Linked DNA regions of Mus musculus: regions 1 and 3 are each linked to region 2. Evidence: chromatin contacts called from public Hi-C and promoter capture Hi-C data. All regions are on one chromosome and are shown on one strand. The core of a region is the stretch at or near the end of the contact, and the rest is flanking DNA. Distances in the headings are between cores, read along the strand shown. Region 1 holds the start of Tfg (Trk-fused gene). Region 2 holds the start of Cip2a (cell proliferation regulating inhibitor of protein phosphatase 2A). Region 3 holds the start of Pcnp (PEST proteolytic signal containing nuclear protein).

Region 1 (3,743 bases), core at 984-3,483, 7.7 Mb after region 2:
TTTGATCAGTCTCACAGGTGACTTCTAATGGCTGTGATGACGTGACACCTCTATAGAACCAACTCTTACATTGTTGGCCCAATTTGTTCTCCACCTTTAGAAAACATTTACATAACATCTACTCTACCCCAGGCTCTAAAACATATTAAGTTTAGAAAGATAGTAACTATCTCATACTTTCATTGATAGTCTGACAGGAATGAAGATCTTACAATAAATCTGCATTTACTGCCTTCTATCTATAGGCCATATAAGTCAGCAATATAGACTAAGGACCGGTGCTTAGAAAGCTGAACACTCTCAGTTCCTGAACCATAGAACCATCTCACAGTACCTTCTTTACCTGGCCAGAAGGGGCACCTCATATCAAGATACACTCCCAAGTAAGACCAAGTTCCAGCACAAATGTACTTGGTAATTAATATGCCCTCTGATGGAACTGGGAAGCACTCAGCTCCAGTGGACCTAAAAGCTAACATTACATATCCTTAACATCTACCATGGGTGGCCCAGTTTCATTTCTAGTTTCCTCCCTGCAGTCTTAGCTAAAAGTTGTCCATTTGTGTAGCAATGTCAGGCACCACCGTTATTTCCTGTCCCAAGAGAAAACCTCGTCCACACAGCTGTCAACTCTGGTCCTGCCTTTCTCTAAGCAGGTAGAGATTAACATGAATGAGTTCCTAGAACTACTGTTAAGATCACTATGCATTTTCTGATGCATCTCGTTGCTGTCTTACTACTTCCTAAGTCCAGAAGTGACTCAACCTGGAACTTAACCTTCATCCAAGAAATTCCTGGTAACTGGGATACACTGATGTGTCCAAGGACATAGCCCCTGCACTAGGATACCTCAGCCTCAGGCACCTGTTGCTTAACCTGAGAAGAGGCCCTCTTTCAGAAGCTTCTAAAACGCCCACCCTCTAAACAAGTTTCTTTTTCCCTTCTTTCTTTTCTTGTCCCCGCCTCCCCAAGACAGGATTTCTCTGGGTAGCCTTGGCTGTTCTGTAGACCAGGCTGGCCCCGAACTCAGAAATCCACCTGCCTCTGACTCCTGAGTGCACCACCACCAACTGGCTCCTTTTTCTTCTCTATTTTTTCTTTCTCTCTTTTCTTTTCTTTCTTTAAAGAACCTTGATTATTCTAAAACTGTAAGTGGGTCTCAAAATCTGTATGACACGCAGTGTATATGGCAAGAATGTAACCATTTTCACTGGTAGCTATGTGAGCTCAAGTTCTTCTCTGCGGCGTACTTTCTGCACATGCGAAGGGAGCCTAACAAGCTACTTTGGTAGAATCTTTGAGATTACCTATCTACAATTCTCCCTACCGTGCCCAGAGACGGCAACTTAACAAAAGTTGGCAACTGTAATCAGTAAAACTGGGTAGGGCCCCAAGAGGACACTAAGCACGGGAGTGTACGACCGAATGGGGCTCCTTTCTGTGTCCTCAATCTACCGATTAACTCCAGGTCTACGCTCCAACGTCCAAGCCACTCCCGGGGATCAGGCACAAACGCTTTGGGCTTTCTCAAGCCCCCTTTCTATGTCTTCCATGATTCACCCTCCACCTTCCAAGTTGCTCTAGAGGGTGAAGCACCGAGCAAACGCCCCAGGCTTCTTCGATCCCTGGTTCTCGACCTCCGTAAGAGGTACCCCCAGGCTCCCCTCTACTCTCTGGGGCCGGAGGGAACAGGACTTGGGGTATCAGCGGGGCCAAACGCCCTCCAGGTCAGGCCGGGCCGGGCGCCCTCTCCTCCCCCTCCCTCCCTCCCTCCCAGCCGCCCCTCCCCCATGCCGGGCCGCTCGTCCGCCTCACCCGGGCCCTGCGCCCTCCCTCCCAGCCCCTTCCCACGGTCCCCAGCCCCACCCTCCCACCCGGCGCTGGGAGGTTCCAGAAGCCCTGCGGCCCTCCCGGTTCCCCCGACCTCCTCCTTGAGTCGCCACGCGCGCCTCACTCCGGCGGACATACCCCGCTTGCCGAGGCCGTCCACCTCAGCTGACCCGGCCGCTGCGGGCTCACTCGGTGTCGCAGAGGAGGCTTCCAAACCCCGTCCGCTCCGCCGCCGTCCGCCGAGCCTCGCCGAGCTGCAGGCTGCGCAGAGCTGGCCAATCGCACGCACCCGACGAGCCTAGCGACAGCCACGGTCCCGTACGTGGCAGGTGGGAAGCGCAGGGGCGGGAGCGAAGGGGAGAAAAAAAAAAACTGCCCTGGCGCCCCGCCTCCAGGCGCACAAGCCAGTCAGGACGCATGCGCAGTGGGTGAGGGGCGGGGCGGGCGAAGACCCCGCTGCGTCGGGTGAGCGGCCCGGCTTCCTCACTGGATGACCGAGTGTAGGAAGTGCGAGCCGAGGCGGACACGCATGCGCAGGGAATTACCAGCACTTCCGGTTTTCCGGGCAGCCAGTCTTTCCTAAGTCTGGCTGCTGGGTGGGCGGGGCGTAGTCTGCAGGGCTGGGTTTGCTACGAGAGCCTGGGGGAAGTGGGGCATCTGTCCAGAAAGGTTTGGGTCTTGTTGCTTTGTGGCTGTCGTGACTACGCGCTAGTCTGTCACATCTCGGAAAAAACGAACCCCTTTTCCGCCTTCTTTCTACACGTTCATTCATTCATTCATTCAGGATTGAGTGCCTACGCTTTGCCGAAAGAGTGCTAGGATGAGTCAGTTCCCCAGCTAAGCTCTACCCAAACATTTAGGAAGATCCGAGTTTAGAGGGCACACCCACCGGTGCAAAAGACAAACTTGGATAGTAAAAACCGAGGCTTCAAGAAGGCTTTTATAGGATAGAGATTTGACCATACCCTACACTCGCCTAAATTCAGTTTTCTTTTTGCTTTGGATGTGTTTAAATGGATGGAACTTGAGAATTATCATCCTGAGTGAGGTGACTCAGTCACAAAGGAGCAAACACGGCTTGGACTCACCCTTGAAAAGACTGCTTACACATTGGTCCCTGACTAGTGTCTGAGCAACTAGAATTCAACAATGCTTCCACTGTTCTTTATTAAGAGCCATCCCTTGTGTCTAAAGTGTTTGAATAAATGTATTTTACGCTGAACACATTTCAATCTGCTTGCAATCTGGGTGCCAGGAATCTTAGTACACAGCAACCAGTGGGTCCCGTAATCTCCTTTAACAAGAAGAAGAAGAAAAATAAATAAATAAAGCAAAGTGGAGTGGTATAATCTAACACTACAATCTAAGTCTTACAAGTAACTTCTGGCAGACTATTCACATGGTTTAGGGACTTGTTGCTGGAAGAAATTAAGTGTGTCCAGGAAGAAAGCTTAGATGTGTGCTCTGGTCTCATACAGACTTCTTTCTTTATAATTTGTTCTTTTGCTATGTTCCTTTATGTTCTTTTCTATAATACCGTATGTCCTAGACATGGATACAGTTCCCTATAGTATCTGTGCAAAAACCATACAATGCCTATAGATGTAATTTGAGCATACTTTTTATTAAAAAAATCTACATCTAGAAACACAGAGATCTCATTACCAGAATAATCTGGAAAGAAGAGGTTGTAGATTTTGTAGCAGTGCTCAGAAAGGACTTTAGTACTGTTGCTTGTCTGCTTTCAGGACAATATATTCATTCACTACTTAACTGGGGTACTATTTTGTTAATAATTTCAGCTTACCTTCATAGTCACAAATTTTAGTGGTGGCCTGAAATTCAGAGTTTTCCTTGTCTTGCTTATTCCTTTATAATGTCTTGTGATCTTATCTCAAATCACATGACTTGTA
Region 2 (3,538 bases), core at 841-3,340:
TTTTAACACAGTTATGAATTCTGTAAAATGGAAAGAAAAGTCTTAAGTACATTTCAAAAGTGAAAGGTGAATTTTATGGATTGACCAATAACAATTTTATGGACTGACCAATAACGATAGCTAAATTTTAGAACTTGATGGTTGGTAAAGGAAACAGAATAGTCATGTACCTCTTATTAATAGGTATTAATTAATAGGTATTCTAGATATGTGTCACTGAGTTATTTCACTGTTGCACAAACATGGTAAAAGACCACCAATACACATTTATAAGGCATGGCCTAAATATGATAAGAGATTTGGTAAACAACAGCTGTATGAAGATACTTCTGGTTTTACATGGCATATACTATTAAGCTTGTGTTTTGACTATGAATACAAGTGGTAATGATAAAAGTATGGATCAGTAAACAAATGAATCATTAGTAGTTTATTTGTGCCATCCATAACAGTATGTGCTATACTTTCATATGCTGCTGCTGTGTAGTTATGACACTGTGGCAAGTAAGATGTCACTAGGTCACAGGAAGAGATCATTCATTCAGCTTTCAGTTTAGTATGATCTAACTGGATCAGCATCACACACGCATCAGTGATCAAAGCATCATTTTGGGGATATGCCTGTTATGTCAATGGAAGAGATCATTTTTTTTTTTCTTTCTAGCACTTTGGCTTTGTAATAAAGGCTACTATTTCTGAAGCTCAATAAGAATTTACTGAATAAACTATCGTGTAAAATAGTCTACTCTTAGGTTTCACTTCATGAAAAGCCTAAAGCAGTAAAATGCAGAGACACAAAGAGAAAGGTGCAAAAATACTTGTCAGCAAACTGGCTGCTCTTCGTTTTAGTGATGACGCATTCCTCGTTTATGTAGTGAATTCCAACAGTACTTTCCTATTTGGACTATTATTAGATGGTTGCTTCTCCGCAGGCACCACGTCCTCATCTTTGTTCTGAGTGACAGTCAATCCCTAGCCCCGTTATACATGTTTGTTTAAAATGGAATGAATGAATGCATGAATGAATGCACTAGCTACAAACTCTCATGTGACTATCTCAACGGCACAATCTTTTTCCAGCCATCAGTTAGCTTTACTTTTATTTTCTTTTAATATGAACATAAATGACGTCTTTAAAAGGTACCAATACAAACGAGAAAAAAACAAAAAACAAAAAGGAACGTTCCCTGAATTCCCACAATTTCAGAAGAACTTAGTCAAATGGGCATTTACTCGATCCCACAACCTAGCTTAAGCTCCTGAACCAGTTGCTGACTCACTTCGTTATTAGATCCGTGCACATCATTACCTCCGATTAAAATAATAATAATAATAAAATTCTCAACGGTGCCTTTCTTTCTTTTTTTTTTTTTTTTTTTTTTTTTTTGACGCCACAGAAATGTGCAAAATAATCACGCCAGACAAGAACAGGCCCCTCAGCCTACAGACATCAAAGCTGACAAGAACGCGTCCGGGAGCGACTCCGGGATGCTCTCTCTCTATGGGGGGTTCTGACAAATCCTACCGTAAAGTTCCGGCTGCCTCATCACGGAACCCCGACCGCCACAGGTCTTAGCCTGCGCGAGTCGCCTGCGGCCACCAGGGACCAGGGCCGCAGAACCTGAGGCCCCTCTCCCGCCGCCTCCAAACCTACGCCCCCACCCCCAGCTTCGGCGGCTCCGAGTTCCTCACCGTGTCTAGACTAGGGGGGAGCGGCCGTGTCTCGGGCAGAGGCTGAGGCACGCACGGAAAGCCGAGCCCGCCGCGCCCAGGCCGAGGAAGGCCCGGGGACCGAGCCCGCGCGGCACGGAGACCCCCGTTCGCCCCAGAAGCCCTCCACAGAATGAGCCCGCACGAGCTCGTCTCGCGAGATTCCCGCGTGTTCGCGGACCTCCAGCCGAAACCTCGCGGCCTCTCCGCCAAAGGGGGACTGCGGCGGGGGTGGGAGGGGATGGCTCCCTGCCACCTTCCCGCAACCCCAGCGCCTGGAACCCAGGCCCACCCTGCCAATCACCGACTGCAGTCCCACCCGCTGCTCCCAGACTTCCGGAGTCCGACCGGAACAGGAAGCTGCCAGGCGCAAGAGGGGTGGGGCTTAAAAAAAATCAAAAAATGCGCGGCGACCGCTGAAGACAGAGGGTGGCTGGTGTCGGTGGTCGCTGACAGGCCGGCTCGTCGGCATGGATTCCACCGCCTGCTTGAAGTCCCTGCTCCTGAGCATCAGTCAGTACAAGGCCGTTAAGTCGGAGGCGAACGCCACTCAGCTGCTGAGGCACTTGGAGGTAAGGAGGTTCGGGGTGCGAGTGGGTGTCCCCTCCTTCGGTCCCCTCCTGTTTTCTTGTGGGGCCGGAAGATGGAGGTCTCGCCCTGGGCAGACCTGCAGCTGCTTCGCTGTCCTTGCACTGGCGACAGCGACTGGGTGTGCGCAACGAGTGGGTGCCAGGAGGGGATTGTGTACGGACCCAAACCAGGAGGCTTTGGGGTGTATGCGAGCGCAGTGTGTGTGTGTGTGTGTGTGTGTGTGTGTGTGTGTGTGTGTACGGACCCAAACCAGGAGGCTTTGGGGTGTATGCGAGCGCACTGTGTGTGTGTGTGTGTGTGTGTGTGTGTGTTCCGGATCTTTTTTTAAGGTGCTGTATTAGTCAGGGTTCTCTAGAGTCACAGAACTTATGGAGTATCCCTTTATATTAAGTGGATTTATTGTAAGGACTTAAAGTTTCGCTCCTACTAACCCAACAAGTGGGGAAGCTAGCTGTGACTGGGAAGTCCAGGAATCTAGTAGTTGCTCACTCCCTCAACACTAGTTGTTTTCGCTGGTCATCTGTGTAAGCGGGAATCCTGAAGAAGTAGGTTCCAACTGGAAAGTCAGTGTAAGCAGGCAAAGAAGAGTGAGAATTCCCTCTTCCATTGTCCTTATGTAGTCCTCCAGTAGGAGGTAGAGCCCAGATTAAAGGTATGAATCACCACACCTGGATTTGGAACTTGCAATCCCAGCTGGCCTTGAACTCAGGAGACTTGTCTCATTCCCCTGGGATTAAAGGTATGTACTACCTTGCCTGGGCCTACGCTTTTCATGGCCACTATGCCTCGAGATCTGGATCAAAAGCACATCGCCCCATGTCTGAAGCCTGTGTCTTCCAGCCTCAAGATCTGGGCAGATGTGCCCTCCATTTCTGGATTTAGTTCATTCCAGATGTAGCCTTAGTTGACAACTGGAATAGATATCACAAGTGCCTATTTTCTATGTCTGTTTTGTTTTCTTTGTTGAATATTGAGTGGCTTCATTCACCGAAGATAATCAGGGCAATTCATTCAGGTTGTATGTATAAACAGGACTCCTTTTTTTATGTGTAAGTATTTATGTAGATATTTATGTAAGTGTTCCACGGATCCAAAAATACATTTGGATTGTTTTCAGAACTGTGTGGAATTAAGAATAAGTGCATTCCAGTCATATATTTTTATTATGGTTGAACGCAACCCTCTTTTATAAACCTACCAGTAGAACTATCAGGTCTTAAGGGCTTATGTTCCTCTT
Region 3 (3,811 bases), core at 414-2,913, 7.0 Mb after region 2:
ACCGTGGGCTGTCTCACAGAAGAAAGGTTGCCAAGTCTAGACAAAGTTTTCCAAGAGAGCTGAACACTTGCCTGAAGCTTATCAATTCAATCCTACCTATGGGCGAAATGTTTCAGTTAAGAAACTCTGCATGACCCCTGTATGTCTGATATTAAAGTGAGCTTTACGAAATCAGGCAAATTATGAAGAAAAGGGCTGCTATTTTAAGTTACCAACATAAAATAATCAATGTAACCCCAACACTGTTAAGATGGAAATATTATTCACAGGACAGAATGTCCCTCAACTGAAAGGGTGGCAAGTACACTGCATACATACACACGAATTTCTTTAGACGTTTAAGGTACATTTTAGCAGTACCTTAAAACGATGTTCTCAGTCAAGGCAAAAGGACCTTAAGTTCAAGGCCACCCCAAGATACTTTAGGCTATAGTTTTTCCTCAAACTACTTTTAACATATAGAAGGTCTAAAGTAAGAACTAAAATCATTAGCTATTTTACTAGTTTATTTTTAAAAAAAAACAAAATGAGGAAGAGACCTGAGAAAGTGGCCGTGGCTTGTAATTCCAGTACTCAGGAAGCCAGAGCTAAATGAGCTCCTAGCTCAAACCGGGGGTGGGGTGGGGGCGGGGGTGTTCGGCAATTAACAAACTTGGTAGACCCTACTTTTGGCCTTTATGCGATACTGAACCTATATGTTCTCACATTTAAGTATTTCAAGGATAAGCCCGAAGAAAGCCAGAACAGTGAAAGGCTAAAACATTCTAAGCATGTGCTAATTATCCTTCCGACAAAAGGGCGTAGGGGAAAAGAGACTACGCATTTCTTTTCCTTTATGTACACCATCAAAAATTACGGGGGTAGGAGGAACGAAAAGATAGCTATAATCTGAGTTTAATTTCGCGACAAATTACAGGAAGATCACACCTTCCTACCACGCCAACGAAATATCTGACATAGACTCCGCTGCTGGCAGCCTAAGAAAGATACCGGAAAGAAAGCGAATCAAACCCTAATTTCAAGCGTTTGCTGCTTGAGCCAGATTCCCCTCTCCCCTGCATCGCCTCGACTTATGCCATCGCAGGGTTTATAAATGTTATGTCTGAAAATACAGCAGAGAGTGGGCTGGGGTCTTCCACCTCCGCAGCGAAAAAGAGAGCATCAACCCTCGTTACGTGTAACCGAGAGGCCGGCGACCTCGGAAAGCCGGCATGCGGCCAGTGCCCGCGGCGGCTCGGCGCTCGTGCGGCGGCCTGAGTGCGCAGCGGGCCCTGAGCTCTCTGCTGTTCGGACTCCCGGGCCAAGCTCCCACCTCCCTTCGCACCGCCCGGTGGTAACCGGCGGCCTCTCTGATTAGGCGACGCGGACCTCGATCTCCCCCGCGGGCCACACCGGGCGTGCCCGGCACTCATCAGGGCCCAGCCCCTGGCCGGGCGAGCGCCAGCTCCGCCGGCTCCTGCGATGCCGGAAAGCCCCCCAACCCGCCCTGGGAACCCCAAAGAAAGGCCGGAGTAGCCCCCGTAGCCCGCGACGCTGGGGTTGTGTTCACCTCCGGCGGCTCCGGCTCGCTGCGGCTTCTCTGGCTTCTCCTCTCCCGCCTTCCCGTCCGCCATCTTCCTCGCCGCGGCCTCCCCCTGCAGCCCGGGCAAGAACGTCACGGCCCCGCCCAGCAACCACAAAGCTTCGGGCGGGCCAGCGAGGCCGCAGCCTAGAGAGGACCTGGAACCCGAGACGGGGACGGATGTGACGTCGTTGGCTGGAACGAGGTGTGTGGTGACGGCTATGGAGGACTGGGCGGTGGGATGGCACGTCCGGGTTAGTACGGACTCACCGATCGTGGAACGGTGGGTTCAATCCTAGGTGCTTCCACGCTCAGCGGTGGTCGCGGCTGGTCCTTCATTTTACGGGATAGGGCTGTGTTCTTACAGAGAAACGTCAGCAGTTAACGGACGCTGTCTTAGTGTTGACACCGTCCAGTGCGGTCCGGTGTGCAATTATCGTTTCCATTTGTGCAATGACACCGAAAAGAGACTTATGGAAGATCACGTCGTAGAGCCTTACGGAAATTGGGGCGGAAGAAATTTCCGCGGCTTTTGCATTCGTGAAAAATTCAGCGTGAGAGTTGTAGCAAGCAAGCAAACATTAAAAGCAGAAATAGGTATACGTGGAGGTCAAGGGCGCTTCCTGCTGTTTCAGAGGACAGTTCAATTCCCAGTTGGGTGGTCTACAGTTAACTGATAACTCCAGTTCCAGAAATCCGACTACTAAGAGTTCACACTCACTTGCATATATTCAAACACCTGTTTAAAAAAAAATACATAAAAAACAAACAAAATCCCCGGCTACACTCCGAAGGGCAGGAGCTGTCTTTCTTACGGAGAAGGGTAGTTTGCTCTACTGCAGTTTGGAGATGTCGGCTTTGTATCTACCCTATTCCACTCATCCCTTCTCTAATAACGTTTAAAATACGCCCCAGCCCAGCTTCAACGTTCGGAATTGCTTTGAATTAGAAGTTATTCACTTCTTGGTGTTTTTCAAGGAGTTTTCTTTACTCCTATAAAACTGTCTGGAGTAAAACTGTCTGCTGGTTAAATCGCCCTATTCTTTCAAGGTAAAAGTATCCGACAGAGTTTTATCATAAAAGCTAGTGCCAGTCTTGTCTCTTAACCTTCATGGACACAATGAACAGCACAAGAGTTGTCTTGTAGCGTTCCCTGCCTCTGTGCTAGCACCAGCACTTGTCTTATACTCAACAGTAAAATACAGGACTCGTCTCTTCCAGATTGGAAACACCTGTTAAGTCCTGCCTCTCCTAGAAACCTTTAGTAGATTCATTTAGTGTCAATGAAATCCATGCATCAAGTATGCTACAGCCTCATCTGTTTCTTACTTCTTTTTCTCTATACTCATTCCTCTGCCCAAATTTGGTCAATTCCTAGCCTGTAATATACACCCAGTATTAGAGAATATAGTTCATTCTGTCCTCCAAGCAACATTGAGTGTTGCTGTCCACAGACCTGCTTTTACTTCTCCATAAAATATCAGTGGACTGTTGGTTGTACCTCAGTTGGCCAAGTGATTGCCTAACGTGCAAAACCCATGGTGGGTTTCATCTCCAACACTGCATAATGAAGTGGTGGCACATATGTCTAATTCCAGTACTTGGGAAGTGGAGATAGGATCAGCCTGGGGTATGGGAGACCCTGTATCCAAATAAATGCTAGTACCCCTTCAACAGGTGATCATGGGATAAAGGTATCATCCTTAGCTACACAGCCATTTCAGTACCTGCCTGAGCTCCATGAGGGCCTACCCCCAAACTAAAACAACAGAACAGAGAAACATGGATGTTGGTAACAGTGGCTATACTGAATCATCCGGTTATCTCAAGATCAGAGTTTGGATCCCTAGTATTCACATAAAGCTGGGGTGCCAGTCATCCTAGTGCCAGAGAGGGAGAGGCTGAGACAGGAGGTCCCCTGGGGTTTGCTGGCCAGCCAGTCCAGCCAAGTCGGCCACCTCCAGGTTGTATCAAAAGTTAAAGTGGCACCAGGGATGGTGGCCATGCCTTTAATCTCACTCAGGTGGATCTTAAAGGCAGCTTAGTCTACATAGTGAAAACACAACTCAAGATAACTAAGACAGTCCAACGACACATGTGTGCATACCCACATGTACACACACATCAGCATATAGGCACAAAAAATTAAAACTAAAAAGCAGCCACATTTCATAGCACCTTGTATTGGTGGTTACCTACACGAAAGCTGTTCGGTATCTGTGAATGAATAACTCAGGCTTCAAGTAGAGA

The links. Promoter capture Hi-C pulls out the DNA fragments that hold promoters and counts their contacts. A called contact is a pair of places that touch in the nucleus more often than the background predicts.
Region 1: a contact with region 2 is called in a Hi-C map of pre-B cells, with 13 times the contacts expected there. The contact joins the promoter of Tfg here to the promoter of Cip2a in region 2. A contact is called at or near these places in 1 of 39 promoter capture datasets (pre-B cells) and 2 of 484 Hi-C or Micro-C datasets (CD4 T cells and pre-B cells).
Region 3: a contact with region 2 is called in a promoter capture Hi-C map of pre-B cells. The contact joins the promoter of Pcnp here to the promoter of Cip2a in region 2. A contact is called at or near these places in 3 of 39 promoter capture datasets (cranial neural crest, frontonasal cranial neural crest and pre-B cells).

The regions. Positions count from the first base shown.
Region 1 is chr16:56,715,217-56,718,959 of GRCm38.p6, forward strand. It overlaps Tfg (Trk-fused gene), which reads right to left and starts at 2,234. Exons shown (of 8, transcript NM_019678.3): 1 at 1,969-2,234.
Region 2 is chr16:48,992,098-48,995,635 of GRCm38.p6, forward strand. Cip2a (cell proliferation regulating inhibitor of protein phosphatase 2A) reads left to right here and starts at 2,091. Exons shown (of 21, transcript NM_172616.2): 1 at 2,091-2,282. The coding sequence starts at 2,181. It overlaps Dzip3 (DAZ interacting protein 3, zinc finger), which reads right to left and starts at 2,045. Exons shown (of 32, transcript NM_001110017.2): 1 at 1,693-2,045.
Region 3 is chr16:56,028,054-56,031,864 of GRCm38.p6, forward strand. It overlaps Pcnp (PEST proteolytic signal containing nuclear protein), which reads right to left and starts at 1,664. Exons shown (of 5, transcript NM_001024622.2): 1 at 1,550-1,664. The coding sequence starts at 1,613.